Linked DNA regions of Hordeum vulgare: region 2 is linked to region 1. A link is a contact called in public Hi-C data. All regions are on one chromosome and are shown on one strand. The core of a region is the stretch at or near the end of the contact, and the rest is flanking DNA. Distances in the headings are between cores, read along the strand shown.

The links. A called contact is a pair of places that touch in the nucleus more often than the background predicts.
Region 2: a Hi-C map of seedling shows a contact between it and region 1, with 4 times the contacts expected there. The contact joins the promoter of LOC123398001 here to the promoter of LOC123398528 in region 1. A contact is called at or near these places in 4 of 6 Hi-C or Micro-C datasets (leaf and seedling) and 1 of 1 datasets of contacts at active chromatin or transcription factors (embryo).

What each region holds. Positions count from the first base shown.
Region 1 is chr5H:441,698,381-441,703,889 of MorexV3_pseudomolecules_assembly, forward strand. LOC123398528 (putative leucine-rich repeat receptor-like serine/threonine-protein kinase At2g24130) reads right to left here and starts at 2,351. Exons shown (of 3, transcript XM_045092993.1): 1 at 1-2,351. The coding sequence starts at 1,711.
Region 2 is chr5H:441,905,549-441,911,384 of MorexV3_pseudomolecules_assembly, forward strand. LOC123398001 (AUGMIN subunit 8) reads left to right here and starts at 3,725. Exons shown (of 7, transcript XM_045092510.1): 1 at 3,725-3,983; 2 at 5,560-5,836. The coding sequence starts at 5,654.

The DNA of each region.
Region 1 (5,509 bases), core at 1,101-3,600:
CGAAGTCATTGTACGACAGGTTGAAATGTTTCAGGCTGGTGCATTTCGTCAGGTTTGCAGGGATCTCGCCGGTCAGTGAGTTGTTGGAGACGTCCAGGTTTTTGAGGTCCTTGAGGAGCTCGAGAGACGATGGTAGGACGCCCGTGAGCAAGTTGTGCGACAGGTCGAGGACCTCCAGCTCACGGCAGAGCCCGAGCTGCGGAGAGATCGTGCCACTGAAGTTGTTCCAGGACAGGTCAATCGCCTGCGCCTGCTGCATGTCGCTGAGCCCCCGCGGCAACTCACCTCTGATCTGGTTGTGCGACAGGTTCAGATATATAATGTCGGTGCCAGAGACCATGTCTGGTACCTCCCCCGTCAAGCTGTTGTTTGAGAGGTCAAGGTGCAGCAAGCGGATGCATTCGGCAAGGCGGTTTGCTGGTATCTCTCCGGACAGCTGGTTGTTCTGCAGGTAGAGGTTGACAAGCCTAGTCCCGATGCCGCTCGGGATGCTTCCCGACAGCGCATTGCCTGACAAATCCAGCTCGCCAAGGCTCGTCGCGTTGCCTATGCACGCCGGGATCATGCCTGTCAGGCCATTGTTGGACAGGGAGAGCCGCTCAAGCTTCGGCAACGCACAGATAGACGCCGGGACTGTCCCGTTCAGCTGGTTGCTTGAGAGGTTCATCAGCGTGATGTTTATCACATCGCCGATGTTGGCCGGGATCGTCCCCTTGATCTCGTTGAGCTCCAGGTTGAGGTGCGACATGTTTGGTGGGAGCAAGGAGCCAAGCCGGCTTGGCAGCCACCCGCCCATCCGCACAGCACCGGCCTCTATCTCCAGTATCTGCGAGCAGTTTGATACTGCGGCGAAGAAGGGCTCCAGGTTGGTGTTGCCGTCGTGGCTGGAGAAACGGTAGTTGTTGGACAAATGCAGGTACCTGAGCTGCTGCTTGCCCGCTATGATGTCGGCGGGGAGCTCGTCGGCAAGCGAGTTGTCCTCCACATCCAGCAGGTACAGATACGTGCAGTTGGCGAGCCACCGTGGGAGTCTTCCGGTTAGCCTGTTGGAGTAGAGGTTGAGCACAAGAATGGTCTCCGAGGCTTCCAGGGGGATCTCGCCGGAGAGATCGTTGTTGCCGAAGTCGACCAGACCTAGACTGGTGCAGTTCTTGAAGAGAACGGCCGGGATAGGGCCTGAGAGGTGATTATCCTTGAGGCTGAGGTAGGCCAAGCTTGCCAGCTCAGAGAGGGACGGCGGTATGCCGCCGCTTAGCTGGTTGTGGCCGAGGTCGAGGACTTCCAGACCGCGGAGGTTGGAGAGCTCGGCCGGGATCTGCCCTGCGAGGAAATTGCTAGATATGTCGAGGCTCTTGAGGCGCGTGAGGTTACCGATGACCGGAGGCACGGGGCCAGAGATGTTCATGTTGCCTAGCGAGAGGCCGATGACGTGCTGCCGCCTCCAGTCGCAGGCAACGCCAGTGAGGCCGCAGACGTCGCCGTTGGACTCGTTCCAGTCGGCCAGAGCCGACGGCGACAGCAAGGTGAGCGAGCGTTTCAACGCCAGGAGCGTGGCCTTCTCCTGCAGCAGCACTTGCCGCCGACGCTGCTGCCGGACGATCGTCCCAGCCTGCCGCTCGGCGCCCGCCGCAGCGGCCACGACATGGAAGAGCGTGATGTGGACGACGAGGAGGAGAATGGCCGCGCTCCTGACGGCCATGGGAGCTCTCATGCTTTACTGGAAAGGCATGCAGCCAGTGATGGACTATGGAGGTAGCTCGGACCTCGGAGCTAGCTAAGGGTTCTACATGGCGGTAGCATCTCCGGTCACTACTCTTAGGCTGGATGTACCAGAGATCGATCGCAAAGGATGCACCCCTACTAGCTAGCTGGATGGAGAAGGTCGCAGGAAATAAGGACTGGGAAGGAGAATAGATGGATGGAGATTGGAGAATGAGGTGATGGCGACCGGCGAGAGTGGCGGTAATGGCATGGCCCCTAGCTGATTTGTTTCTGCGTCGGCTATGATTGCCCTGTGCACGATAAGCGGGCGCAGGCAGTGGGAAAGCGACCGGAGATGGCTGGGCACTTCCACTTCGGCAGCGCGCACGCGCGTGCAGTAGGAACGAGGTTGTAATGGCCGTAGATTTTCTTCGGACATGCCGCACTCGCGCCAGTAGGCTGGGGTTATCTGTCCCGGGGAACACTGTATGTTGTGATGCTTGCCAAGAAAATCTCTCGCGTAGAATGTCCTCTTCTACCGTTAACCCAGTTAGTTAATCTGAACACTACTCTAGTTAGGCAAGTGTGTGTATCAATTGCCAACCGAACATCCATCTGACAGAAAGATCCGGAGTAAGTTCAGCATGATAAAACTGACCTGGTTATTGGTTGTGTGCATCAATCCATGCCTCCATGCCGAGCAGCTGCACATATGTGCGGTCATACATGTCAACTGGAAGTACAAACAGAAATTCTACTCACGTAACCACACATAAGCTGGGTCATCTCAATTACCTGGTTTCAGGCTAACATCCACCAGAGACTAGCAGACTAGCGGGGCGTCTATCATGCACACGCCATCTCTCAATGGTTTCACAGAACAGCCACATTTTTCACAACCCAGGCATGTGATTCATGAACAAACTTTTCAACGGTCTGGCCCATGATGCAACATTGTGCATTGCAGATTTTTAGTACCAGTAAAGTTCAGCCTACAAGTGTGAGTGTGTGACCTATGCTGCTATGCACGAGCTAGGGGTAGGCCAGAAAGCTTAACCTATGAGACCTTGTTTATACTACATAGGTAACCAAAAACAATGTCAAAGAATGATTAGCACTTTCGCGATGCAGGATAGGAAGATAGGCCTACATGCCTAAGGCTGTTATTAAATGATTAGTTAGGTGCATCATGACTGCCCTTTCAACCAAATCAAGTGGGGCACTCTTGAGGTGTTTCATTTGCTCCATGATGCTTCCCTGTGGAACAAACAAGATGTTCAGTTTGCTCCATGCCGCTTCCCTCTTGGAACAAACAACATGTTCAGTTCGTAGATATCTGGCACTGTTCCATCTTCCATGATACACAGTTTGTAGTTTCACACCGTTCCCATGTAAAGTAGCAGGCCAAGATAAGTAGCAGAGATAAATAGCGGTTTCGGTATTGATCTATACCCTATAATCCTATATGCACATCCCAAACAGTAAATAGGTACAGTAGGGCACTTTCCTCCTAATATTCATATCAGGTGAAACTGAGCATATGCAGTGAAGCCTCTAGAGCAGAGCACTAGCAATAGCTCACGAAACTAAACTATTGCCAATTGAGATGATCCAGTGATTTGTTTTTTAGCAATGCCCAGAGAAAATGCCTTGCCACCATCTATCATAATTCTGACCTTTTTAATTGAAGTGATCCGTAGCCAGCACCGGGTGAATGGGCTTCGGTCTGCCGTCGCCTTCATCAGAAAGAGCACACGGCCTCTCTATTTTCTGCCTCAAAATGTAATTGATCAGACAAGGTTCCCGAGATATGGAAAAACATTGTACACGACCGACCTCAAGCGAGGAGGAGCTGGATACCGAATCACAGGCATGCTCGCAGTCGCCGCCCCTGCTCCTTGAATCATCCAGCACAAGCCTCAGCTTGATTTGCGCAATAATGCCAGTCCCCTGGGGCCAGGTTAGCATCTCTGGTTTTCAGAAAGGTATCTCCACCAAGAAGGTTGCGCAATGCACATGATCCTAGTAAGCAAGCATCCCGGAGGTTGGGTAACCAGCATCAGGATCAACAGGCAGTGCAAGTGCTAGGCTCTGCCGCGCATTTTCACCCTAGTAAGCAAGCATCCCGGAGGTAGGGTATCCAGCATCAGGATCAACATGCGGTGCAAGTGCTGGGCTCTGCCGCGCATTTGCACGAGCAGGTGGTGGGCACCGAGCAGGTGGCAGGCAAGACAACCAGGAGATCACAAGCTGTACAGCTACGAATCCATGAAGAGGGCCTCCGATCGCGCCACGGTTAGCCCGCGCCGATGGTGCCGCCCGGCGCGGCTGTCGTGCTCCCCGCCATCGTCGGGTTTTAGTGGGATCTTCCCCTCTCTTTTTCTATGGCGTGGGGTTTCAGTGGGGGCGGAAATTGCAGTACGACACACGACTGGGGGAGACGGGCTACAGGAATGTCGGGGCCGGGGCAGACGCAAGGCAACAGCTGTGATTCGTCGTGGTCCAAGAGTTTCTATTGGGCCCAGAGCCCATTGGACCCAGAGCCCATTGGGCCTTATATTTGCATTCCCTTTTAGGAGTACATTTCTTGGGAACTGTTGCCTCAAAAAAAAATTGTTGGGAACTGGGTGTTACGGTACACAATACAGGGTCGCAAAATGATACTCCCCTAGTAGAAAAATCAAAATCTCTAGTCAAGACTCAAGAGCTACTCCTTGCAAATATTACTACACGCCTTCTCAGGCACTGACAACCCTGTGTCACTTGTTGTAACCTGAAAGTTTTTTCTTCTTTCTCGCAAATTTGTTTATTCAAAACATTTTATTTTTTAAATCTGTCTAAATCCGGAACCATTTTTATGGTTCAATTTTTGTGTCGAGGTCTTCGAAACTAGATCCCATATTAATATGTTTCACCAAACAAATTTTCATAAAAAGGGAAATACGGATACTGAAAAAAAATCAGAGACAAGTATACCAAAAACACAAAGAAAAAATAAAACAATAAAGAAGACTCGGAAACAGGAAGAAAAAGTTGGAGCTCGAAAGCACTGATGTGATTTTTCACTTCTTCAAGAAGCACAACTTTGCTTCTCAGGTAAGCAAATACTCCCTCCGTCTCAAAATAAGTGTCTTAAGCTTAGTACAATTTTGTACTAGCTCTAGTACAAAGTTGAGACAATTATTTTAGGACGGAGGGAGTATGTGCTTCTCGTGAAAGCACATTTTCCTCAGGAGCACGAAAAAAGCAAATATGTATTTCTTGTCGGAGCATAAATATTTTTTTTACTTTGCCACAAGCAAAGTTATGCTTCACGTGGTAAATCTTTGCTTCTCGTGGATGTATAGATTTTCTTTTCAAGAAGCACATATGTGCTTTTCGGTAAAGAAAATATGTGCTTCCACTAGAAGTAAAAATCATATTCTTTTTCTTTTTGAGAAGCAAAGCATATTTGTTTTCCTGAAAAGTACAAATGTGGTTCGCAAAAAAAAAATCTTAACACCTAGAAAAATCCAGGCAAAAACCAAAAACGCAAGAAATAAAATAAAACAAAATTCAGAATAAGCAAGGAATGCGCAACACGGACAGCGGCTGGGCGCATCACGACACGCTCATAAGCCACAAAAGTAACGGTTAGGAAGCCTCGCAAGGGGTAACTCTTGTTAGTTGCCCTAAGAAAAAGTCAGCAAAATGATACTTTTTTTCCTTCTTTAAAAAACGAGACCGTGATGTATCAGGAAAATACTTATTTTTAAAAGCATACCATATGTCAATCCCAGTATAAGCTAAAAAAGGTTATCCAATATTT
Region 2 (5,836 bases), core at 2,475-4,974, 210 kb after region 1:
TGTCTCCTCCCATAGTCCATGAGGCCCCTCGGGGCGTGACACCCCTCCCGATGGTCCCGGTACCCTCCTGGCACTCCCGGTACACTATGGAAGTACCCAAAACTTTTCCAGTGACCAAAACAAGACTTCCTATATACCAATTTTTACCTCTGGACCATTCCATAGCTCCTCGTGACATTCGGGATCTCATCCGAGACTCCGAACAACTTTCGGTTACCAACACCTATAACTCAACTATACCGAAACGTCACCGAACCTTAAGTGTGCAGGCCCTGCGGGTTCGAGAACTATGTAGACATGACCTGAGACATTCTCCAGTCAATAACCAATAGTAGGACCTGGATGTCCATAGGCTCCTATATATTCTATGAAGATCTCTATCGGTTGAACCTATATGTCAAGGATTCAGTTAATCCCTTATGATGTTCCCTTTGTCCTTCGGAATGTTACTTGCCCGAGATTCTATCGTTGGTATCTCCATACCTAGTTCAATCTAGTTACTGACAAGTCTGTTTACTCGTTCCGTAATACAAGATCCTGTGACTAACTCCTTAGTCACATTGCTTGCAAGGCTTGTTGTGATGTTATATTACCGAATGGGCCCCGGGATACCTCTCCGTCACATGGAGTGACAAATCACAGTCTTGATCCATGCCAAGCCAAGAAACACCTTCGGATATACCTGTAGAGCACCTTTATAGTCACCCAGTTACGTTGCGATATTTGATACACACAAGGTATTCCTCCGGTGTCCGGGAGTTGCATAATCTCATGGTCATAGGAACACATACATTGACATGCAGAAAACAGTAGCAATAAACTAACACGATCATATGCTACGTTCATAGTTTGGGTCTTGTCCATCATATCATTCTCCTAATGATGTGATCCCGTTAACAAGTGACAACACTTGTCTATGACCAGAAAACGTTGACCATCTTTGATCAACGAGCTAGTCAACTAGAGGCTCACTAGGGATCATTTGTTGTCTATGTATCCACACATGTATTTGAGTTCCAATCAATACAATTGTAGCATGGATAATAAACAATTATTATGAACAAGGAAATATAATAATAACCAATTTATTATTGCCTCTAGGGCATATTTCCAACAATACGGTGGGTAAACAAATTACTGTTGGACAATTAATAGAAATGTGCATAGATAAGATGTTATTTATGGCATGCTCAACTATACATGCATTACATCCATGACAAGTAGACCGTCTCCAACCTGCATCTACTACTATTAACCCACTAATCAACCGACTCTTGCGTGCATCTATGATAATTAAGTTCATACGAACAAAGTAACACTTTAAGCAAGATGACATAATGTAGACAGAATTAAACCAATCAATATGATTAAACCCCACCATTTTATCCTTATTAGCAAAAATACAATACGTGCCTTGCTACCCCTTTTGTCACTGGGTGAGGACACCGCAAGATTGAACCATCTAATATGCACCAGTTTCACTAAAGATCGATAGATCAATTTGGCCAAAGAAAATCCATGGATCAGAAAGCATTACATAGCTATATAAATCGCACATAAAATAATTCAGAAATTATTCCATTAAGAATTCAAAAAAATCAATCAATTTTAATGAATAATCTAATTATAAACCAACAATCCATAGGATCCCAACAAACACACCGTAAACGAAGATTACGTCGAATAGATCTCTGAAGAGAACATGGAATTGAAGATCAAAGAGAGAGATAAGCAACCATCTAGCTAATCACTATGGACTCGTAGGTCTATGATAGACTACTCACACATCATCGGAAAAGGCAACAAGATTGATGTAGAAGCCCTTCATGATCGATTCCCCCTCCGACGGAGTGCAAGAAAATGTCTCGATTGGGATCATGGAACAAGAGAGACTTGGGGCGACTAAAAATATTTCAAGTGGCTCTTTAGGGGTTTTGGAATATTTGAGAATTTATAGTGTTGAAATTAGGTCACACGGAGCCACAAGGGGTACACAAGACATGAGGGGCGCCCACCCCCTGGGCGCGCCTTGTTGTCTTTTGGTCTCCTCGTAGGTCTTCTGATCCTCCCCCAAAGCTTCTAGGGTGTATTTTGGTCCAAAAAATCATCAAAATGATTCACATCGTTTGGACTCCGTTTGGTATTAGTTTCTGTGTAGAAGCAAAAATAGATAGAAAACATCAACTGACACCAAGCACTGCATTAATAGGTTAGTTTTCAAAAGTAATATAAAATTACATAAAAAGTACCCCCTTTCCTAAATATAAGTCTTTTTAGAGATTCCACTACGGACTTTATACACATTTTGCTACGGTGTCCATAGTGAAATCTATAAAAGACTTATATTTAGAACCGATGGAGTATCTAAGATTGATAATAAAATAACATGAAATAATAAAAACTTACAGATACATTCAAGACGTATCAATGTCCTACCACATGAAGTGTCATGAGGGAGAATAAAATGATGTAGGCAGTGGCATTCTTTCGACGGAAACAAAGGAGAGTATGAGAGTGATTTTCAAAGAAGACGAAATTATCTAGATGTTTTGGGTGGGATAAGATTGTTTCTGACGAAAAAAATGAGAATGCGACACATGTGAGGGACGTGGTCGGTTTGCAACAAACCCTTTGTTGCATTCAAAAGATTGCAACAGGGCCAACTTGCAAAAGAGGGCTATGAGTAGAGGTTGATGCAAGCCATTTGATCATAAAGGCGACGGACTGCACGAGAAATCATCCCGATTGAGTGGAAGTGTCTCTAGTGTTTTTGTTGTTGATTGATTGAAAACATTTTTGTTAGAAAACATGTTTTACAATTTTCAAATCTAATGATACATCGTTCTCGTTGATCACCGGGAATAAACATGTATTTATATATGAGGTAGAGGACTATTTATTTTGAACATAAAGAGGTGAGAATATTAATTTATACTATGGTTCCCATTTTCGCCATATTACCTCGTATACATTGTCTCAACTACAATTGACTCCGTAAAAGAAAAGAAAAGGAAGTAGCACAACCTTTTGGGACCGGAAGCGTTCAACCGATGTTAACAAAACCGAAGCAGTCGCAACAAGAAAAGTAGTACTCCAGAAAGCATGCGTTTTTCTAATGGGTTTGGTCAACCAACAAGGCTTATCGGCGGCATTGACGTAGCCTTTTGCGTGTTTGGTCCAAAGAGACGAGCTAGCTGGGGAGTTCAACTTCCTCTCTTTCCCCCGGATTGTTGCTTCCGTTTTATTCCCCCTTCCACTTTCTGCAATGGAAATCGGAGGTCAATTAAACCGACAAGGACGTCCCAGGTTTCTACCACCTCCACCATCTACCCACTACAAATGCAACCGGCAAGTTCGGTGATGATGAGGTACGTATTCGAGAAGAAGAAGAAAAGAAGTAGGCACGAACTACGGGCTTGGATGATTGCGTTTCGCACCCACACGTTGCGTCTACACGCAGGAAAGGGCGAGCGGGGGACGACCCGTAGATAAGGTCCAATACCCATTATCACCATCATCATCATACCATACCATACCATACCATCCATCAGCGTATGGTATGGATACTGTACGTATGGACTCCACGAGCCAGCGCAGCGCAGCGCACGGACGGACGGACGGACGCACCCCACCGTAACCTCGCCGTGATTAATAAAGGGCGAGAGCCGTTTGGTCTGGTCTTCCTTAACTACGCACTCCCCCTTAATCCCGCCCCCGCCGCGCGAACCCATCTACCACCCGTAACCTCCCTCCCTCCGCCCTGCCCTCGCTCCCACCCCCTCCTCCTCCCCCCTCTGCTTTGCCTCTGCGGAAGCAAGCAAAAACCCACGCCAGGCCAGTCGTGGCAGGTCCGCGAGCGCCGCGCCCGCCGTCTGGCGCTCCTGGAGGCCGCGCTCGGCCCGACCCGGAGCCGCCCCGAGGAGCAAGGGGAGCAGGAGGCGGCGGCGTCTGGTCTCCGAGCTGTCGCCGCCGGTGCTCTCGAGGTGAGCCTCCTGGCGCTTATCTGGCCGGTTTCGGAGCTGGGGAGTTTAGGGATCGTCGCTGCGAGGCGCTGTTGGTATGCTTCGGCCGCCTGTGTGCGGGAGATGTTTTTTGGTCTTGTGCTGTGCTGCTCTTCAATTTGATTGAGGAGGGGGGGGGGGGGGGGGGGTGCCTCCCTGGGCAGAGGCGCGCGCCAGGTGTTTGTTTCTTTGGTAGTTGGGGAGAGGGAGGGGGTGCTGGGCTGTGCGATCGAGGGTTGGGTTCAATCTGTCAATGGAAACGACGGGCGATGTTTGCGAGGAGACTGCACAGCTCGGATGATCTGGACGCGCCCCGAATCCGTCGGTTTGTACTGACAGAACATCGGCGACGCCGCTATGCTTGCCTTTGTCTTGTCTCGGGTTCGTCGACGTTCTTCTCGAATGGACGCTGATGCTGGTGCGCGCGCGGGTTGGGTTCCCCGCTGCGGATTCTGTGGGCGTTGGTGAGTCCTGAGAAATTTGTGTCTTCCGTTTGTTTCACCTGGTCCTCGTTCTAGCACAGCTGGAGAAATTAATTTTTTACTAAGGCTACGTACTCTCGAGCCTCGACTCTTTGGTGATTTCGATGCTTGATTAGTCCCCGCTGCAATTTTTTACCGCTATTAATTAATCGTGCTAGGTGACTTGACACATCTTGTCTCCTAGTAGCAGCAATCCAGACACACTTAGCTCCTCCAGTGACCCAAAGGAAATGTACTCATGCAATTTGTGCTTGATTCACTCTCGGTGGGTGAATTCTTCGAGCAAGCCATCAAGAATTATCCAATGTAGAGCCAACAATGAAAGCAACGTGTCATACTTCTTACTTTTCATCAGTCAGTCGATTCAGTCGAGGAAAATTCCCGGCAATTTCAAGTGAATCCTATTGGTTCTATCGGCATGTGCCCTGTCCTGCGGCTTTGTTTTTCTGTCGTTTGTATCGAAGATTACAAAATCTCGATGCATGTTCCTGGTTCATGAGTGGCACCTTAATAAAAGGTCTCTTGTTTCCAATGCCGCTTCTGATGGGAGATTGTTAATCTGCTAGGCAAGAGATTCGCCTCACATGCATGTGATGATGTGGATTTCCCTGTCTGTCCCAAAACCCTCCGAATCTCCGCAAATAGTTTTGTTTATTGGCTTCGTCCTTGCTCGAATGCCTCATGTTACATAGCAGCAGCAATTTGCACAAAAAACATCTTCTATTTTATATTTTTAGTCTGTGAACAGTGCGTTTATAAATGCCACCTTCCTCCCTACCTTGCTTAGGAGCCTCCATTATATAACTTCTCCCTCCCTGGTCCAACCATGACATCTACGTGAGAGGGTTGAGGGAACAGCTACTGCAAGTTTTGTACTGGAAGCGGGGTATGCTATTCGGTTACTTGCAGTTTCAGGATCGCTTTGGTACATTCGCTTAAACATGTTGACGCTGTATTTTCTTGGTTTTTGTGTGTCTGGATAATTTTTCTTGCTTGTTTCAAGTGAATCTAATTGAATGATTTTCTTCATTTGGCCTAGTCTTATTATTTGATGTCTGTGTGCGGACCTTCTGCAGATCTGGGCCACTGAAGCATTGCAATAGAGCCTGCAGGGAGCTAATTTCATGAGAGACACATTGATGTGGTTGGTTCTAGAAATTACTATTCTTCATGGATGTTCATAAGAGCACTGTGCAAAAAGCTGCTCTTGTTGAAGAAACTCGAAGACCACCACTAGTTCCGTCTGAGAAGCACAATGCTTCTTCTTTAAGCCGGGTGAGAGATGTTGCATCCAGGTACAAGACTGGTCAGGGTGCTACTGCGACAAGGCGATGTACATCTCCTAGTCTTGGC